Linked DNA regions of Sus scrofa: region 1 is linked to region 2. Evidence: chromatin contacts called from public HiChIP or PLAC-seq data. All regions are on one chromosome and are shown on one strand. The core of a region is the stretch at or near the end of the contact, and the rest is flanking DNA. Distances in the headings are between cores, read along the strand shown.

What was found. HiChIP or PLAC-seq counts read pairs in DNA pulled down with a chosen protein or histone mark.
Region 1: an H3K27ac HiChIP or PLAC-seq map of alveolar macrophages shows a contact between it and region 2. The contact joins the promoter of ARRDC2 here to the enhancer-like site in region 2. A contact is called at or near these places in 1 of 5 promoter capture datasets (liver), 6 of 47 Hi-C or Micro-C datasets (alveolar macrophages, blood, embryonic fibroblasts and 3 more) and 1 of 2 datasets of contacts at active chromatin or transcription factors (alveolar macrophages).

Annotation. Positions count from the first base shown.
Region 1 is chr2:59,777,124-59,779,823 of Sscrofa11.1, reverse strand. It overlaps ARRDC2 (arrestin domain-containing protein 2), which reads left to right and starts at 1,324. Exons shown (of 8, transcript XM_003123504.4): 1 at 1,324-1,927. The coding sequence starts at 1,669.
Region 2 is chr2:59,675,049-59,677,748 of Sscrofa11.1, reverse strand. MAST3 (microtubule-associated serine/threonine-protein kinase 3) reads left to right here. Exons shown (of 28, transcript XM_021083495.1): 12 at 2,029-2,093; 13 at 2,518-2,603. Among named protein-coding and RNA genes, the nearest start is that of MAST3, 23 kb to the left of the region's middle. Within about 2 kb of position 1,423, at least 12 of the 83 cell types and tissues checked have an H3K27ac peak or open chromatin away from gene starts, as enhancers often do. A contact at or near this core is called in alveolar macrophages, where this site is marked.

The sequences.
Region 1 (2,700 bases), core at 75-2,574, 100 kb before region 2:
TCCCACCTGGCCCCAGTAGGAGGCCCCTCCAGAGGGCATGGCCCAGGAGTTCTTCCTGTGGCTTAGTAGGTTAAGAACCCAAATAGCATCCCTGAGGATGCAGGTTCAATCCCAGGCCTTGCTCAGTGGGTTAAGGATCCAGCATTGCCACGTCATAGGTTGCAGCCACAGCTCAGATCTGGCATTGCTGTGGCTGTGGCTGTGGTATATAGGCTGGCAGATGCAGCTCCAATTTGACTCCATATGGAACTTCCATATGTCGTGGGTGTGGCCCTAAAAAATATGAGTAAATAAATAAATAAGTGGAGGGCATGGCCTGGCCTGCAGGAGGCAGCAGATAATCGGGAGGTCCTTCCATCTGGCTTTGCTGGAGCACCCACTATGAGCCAGGCTCCAGTAAGTACATGAGTAAGGAGGGCCATCCAGTCTTCAGGACCTGACCATAATTGGACCGGGAGACTCAGAGAAGTGAAGCCACTTACCGAATGAGGGAGATGGGGAGCCAGGGATTAAATTGGGGGTTCTACAGGTCAAGAGGAATTGGTGGAGGGCTCTCCATGGGGAGAAGAGTGGTGTGATCCTGGGGTGAGAGAGGACCTCCTGGGGTAGGATGGAGAGGAAGTTTCCAAACAAGTAGAATCAGGTCCCCTCAGGCCTTGGGCTCAGAATGCTGGAGTCGGGTTGGGGTGCCAGGCACTTGGCAGATGCTGGGCCCTGGGTGGAGAGGGAGGCTAATCTGGGCCCAGCTGAGAGCCCAGGCGCTGGCAGCCTCTGATAAGGCCAGGGGCCATCTGTTTGGGGATGATAGGATGGGCCCAAGAGTAAGAGTGTCTGGGGAGGTGTCAGTGGTGAGTGGTCAGACATGGGTTCAAGCCAGACTGTGCCACCGCTGGGTGCTTCTGGCCAGTGGTTGCCCTTCTGGGAGCCTCAGTTTCTTCTGTAAGATCAGGTGCCAGAGAATAGGGCACAAGGCTCACCCCTGGGAGCACTCAGGCTGATGGAGGAAGCACAGTAAACACACAGCAGTTGCAAACACAGCGACCAGAATCATAAAGAAATAAGCCCATAGCATGACTCTGAGGAGGTGACATTTGGGCGAGGGTGGGTACATTGGAGAAGGGCGTTCCAAGTAACAAAACAACCAGTGCAAAGGCCAAGAGCCAAGATCCGAGTTTGGTGTGTCTGGGGAACAACCAGATGGTGGCAGGGAGACCAGGGAGGAGGCTGGGGCGGCGCCCGGTCCAAAGGTGCCGGGTAGGGGACGAATGAGAACACAAGACAGCCGGGTAGCACCACGCCATCCACATCCGCCCCCGCCCGCCTCTGACTCAACAGCGCCTACCCTGCGAAAGCAGGGCCCGCCCGGCGCTGAGGGGTAGCAAAGTCAGCCGCGCCAGCACGCCGGCGGCAGGTCCCCTGAGGCCCGGGCGCGTCACGAGGCGGACGCGGAGAATCAGGAAGTCAGCCAACTCCGCGCCGGCCGGCGGCGCCCGCACAAGTTCGTAGAAGGAGGAGAAAGCTTGGGGGGCACCCGGAGGCGGCGGCGGCAAGGACCAGCGCTGAGACCTGGGAGGCCTGCAGACGCTCCCCAGCGGCGCGCCCGGCCTCCGCGGGCCCGACGGGCCCCCGCCGGGCGCGTCCTCCCCGCCGTGGGCCCCGGCCCGCGCCATGCGCCCGGGGGGCGTGCGCAGCTTCGTTCTGGAGCTGGCGCGGGGCCCGGGCGGCGCGTACCGCGGCGGGGAGCGGCTGTGCGGCCGGGTGCTGCTGGAGGCGGCCGCGCCGCTGCGGGTGCGAGCGCTCGAGGTGGCGGCCCGCGGCTGGGCGGCCACGCACTGGCTCGAGGGCCGAAGCGTGGGTATAAACGCCGTGTCCAGCGACTACGCGGCTGCCGAGACGTACTTGCGGCGGCGGCAGCTGCTCCTCCGAGGTGAGCCCCTCCAACCCCCACCCCCAAGCCAAGATACCCCGGGACCTTCTTCCGAGGAGTGGGCCCCCCTCTCCGGAGCCAGCCTTTCGACTTAGAGGCTGTGCAGTTGGGTGATCCTCCTCATGAAGTGGAGACCTCTTCCCCGGGGTGTGGACCTTCCTACCGGGACATCCACGCACCTACCCACTTCCTAAACCCTCTTTCCCAGGAATCCCTCCCAGGATCTGGGTGCACCCCATTCAGAGCCGGACAACCTCGACTTAGAGGTTTGCAGTGGAGACACCCCACCCCCTCACCCTCCACCACACACGCACTAAATGGGAGTCTGGGTGAATCCCTGGGTGGAGCTGGGAAATCCTTTCTGGATCACAAGATGCCACGTTAGCCCCAGGCCTGGGACCTCTGATTCCCAAAGAAGGGCCCTGTCTCATGTACTGTCAGTGCTCTTTCCCAGTGTTTGAAGGAAGGGCTCTTCACAGGGTTGGGGGTTCTGGTGGTGTTTGCACATGAGAGGGTAGGACTGTATCCTAGGCAGGGAGGAGACTTGGGCTGGCAGTCTTAGGTCTTGGACATGGCCTTCCCTTGCCCTGAACCTGAGATCCCAACCCTCAGGCTGTACAGCCAGTCAGGAGCAGAACAGGGGCCACAGAAGGAGTAAGTCTGTGTCACAATATGGTACTGTGTGGCTGAGGAAGATGCTAGACTCTCTGGGCTGCCCTGACCACCTCCTCTCAGGGAAGGCAGACCTCACCGTACCCACTGGCAAAATGGGT
Region 2 (2,700 bases), core at 174-2,673:
GTGGGTTAAGAATCCAGCATTGGAGTTCCCTTTATGGTGCAGCGGAAATGAATCCGACTAGGAACCATGAGGTTGTGGGTTCGATCCCTGGCCTCGCTCAGTGGGTTAAAGATCTGGCGTAGCCTTGAGCTATGGTGTAGGTCACAGATGCGGCTCAAATCTGACATTGTTGCGACTGTGACATAGGCCAGTGACTACAACTCTGATTTGACCCCTAGCCTGGGACCCTCCATGTGCTGCAGTTATGGCCCTAAAAAGGAAAAAAAAAAAAAAAAAAAAAAAAAAACTAAATTAAGTTGAGTTGAGCCAGGGGACTAGGGGACCACGAACCCTTTCCCAGTTTCATCTGACTGGGACCCAGAGTCAGACAAGGCAAGCCATGGGCACTATCTAGGTGGTCAAGACAGCTGGGACATGGTGCTAGGGAGAGCATTGAACTTGAAGCTGGCCTGGTTCAGGGCTGGTTAAGGAAGCTCTGGGAAGAGAAGATGTTCAGGCTGTGGCCAGAAAGTGGAGAGGTGACCAGGCGCAGATCTGGGGGAGAGAGAAGGTGAGCCAGGCAGGGATAATGGCAAAGGCAGAGGTCCTGAGGTGGTTCTGTGCCTGGTGTGTTGGAAGAGCAGCAAGGAAGGTGTGTGGCTGAGGAAGGAGGGCAGCCGGGGGAGGCAATGGGGTCAGTATCATAGGCTATGCTAACCCTGGGACTGGGCTGTCATTGTCCTCATTCAAAGCTGGAGAGGCTGGAGTTCCCAGTGTGGTTCATTGGGTTAAGAACCCAACTAGTATCCATGAGGATGTGAGTTTGAACGCTAGCCTCTCGATCAGTGGGTTAAGGATCCAGCATTGCAAGGATCCTACCAAGCTTCCGCATAGGTCACAGATGCAGCTCAGATCTGGCATTGCCATGACTGTGGCACAGGCTGGCATTTGCAGCTCCGATTCGACCCCTACCTGGGAAATTCCATATGCTGCAGGTGCAGCCATTAAAATAAAAAGTCTGGAGGAGTTCCCATCGTGGCGCAGCAGAAACAAGTCAGACTAAGAACCATGAGGTTGCGAGTTTAATCCTGGCCTCGCTCAGTGGGTTAAGGATCTGGCATTGCCATGAGCTGTGGTGTAGGTCACAGACGCGGCTGGGATCTGATGTGGCTGTGGCATAGGCCAGCAGCTGTAGCTCCAATTTTATCCCTAGCCTGGGAATGTTCATATGCCATGGGTGTGGCCCTAAAAAGCCAAAAAAAAAAAAAAAAACAAACCTGGAGAGACTGAGGCTCCAGGTAGATGAGGTTGAGCTGAGGTTCAAGCCCAGATGTGCCTGAGACCACATCGCCCATGGACTGGCTGTGTGGCCACAGCCATCCTCCGGCCTGTCTGACGAAGATGGCGCAATTGGTACTGTGGGTGGGCCCGGGTGTCAGCGGAAGCAGGAAGTGGCCAGGCAGGCAGGTGGCAGCAGATCATCTCCCCAGCACTGTGTGGGGGTGGGGGCCACCAAGAGCAGGTGGGGCTGCATCTGAACCTGGCCCTCCCTCACCCTGAGGCTCACTGCCCCATCCCAGCCTCACTCTGTCACCACAGGACACTGTCTTCATTGCCACCATCACTGCTGACATTCGCCAACTGCTCACTCTCACTCTTAGCCACCCCCTCTGCCAAGCCCTGGGGCTGGAAACCAAAGGGGCTGCCCCTGGCCGTGCCCTGAACTGAGGAGGATGTTAGGAGCTGTCACCCGTAGGGCCATGTCACAGCTGGTGTTCATGGGCCCAAGGCTTGGAGCCAGGGTTGGATGAAGACTGAGCAGTCCTATCCTAGGCTTCCCACTGGCCCTTCTAGAAGATTCCTCAGTCGTCACTCAGTCCAGCCTCCTGGTTTAGACCAAGACCTGGACACAGGAGGGGCTCAGGGACAGTATCATGGGAGCTAATCAAGCCCCAGCCCAGGATGAGTCTTGAAGGCCTCAGGAAGTCTCTGGGTGATGGTGAGGCAGGGCTCAGAAACCCCATTTGAGGCTCCTCCCTCATCTTACAGAGATGGTGCCTCTGAGTCACCTTGATGACAGTGGAGGGCAGCCCCCAGCACCCGAGTCCCCAGAGGTAAGTTGAAGAGCTTTAGCGCCCCCACCTGTCTAGATCTTTAGATGGTAAACAAGGGGCTGCCTTTGCTCTTTGTTGAAGTTTTGCATGTAGTAGGTGCTTAATAAATGCCTATGACTTTGGGGGGAAGTGGGGGCAAGTGAGAGTGCTCTGTCCTCTTGGAGATTGGACAGGGAAGAGTTGGAGGGGGGCACTGGAAGGGGGGTTTTGCAGGATGTATAGGAGTTTTCTGGAAGGAGAGCACACACTGCTTGACCAAAACTTCAGAAACTTGGAAGCTGAGTTTAATAAGTTTATACAGGAGAGGAAGGAGCGTCAGGTGCCAGGGCCAGTGCCAGGACCAGTGGAACTTGGGGGCAGGACAAACCCAGCCTGCCCTGCCCTGAAGTGGGGCAGCACCCTGACTCACCCTCTCGCCCCCCAGAGTCGTGCCCTGGTCGGCCCTTCACGGAGGAAACCATGTGAGAGTGACTTTGAGACTATCAAACTGATTAGCAATGGAGCTTATGGGTGAGTCCTCGGGTCCCCTGTGGACCCATTTCTCAGATGCACAGAGAGCTGAAGCCCATGCGGGCCCTGAGGGTGCAGACAAGGAAAGTGAGGCCTG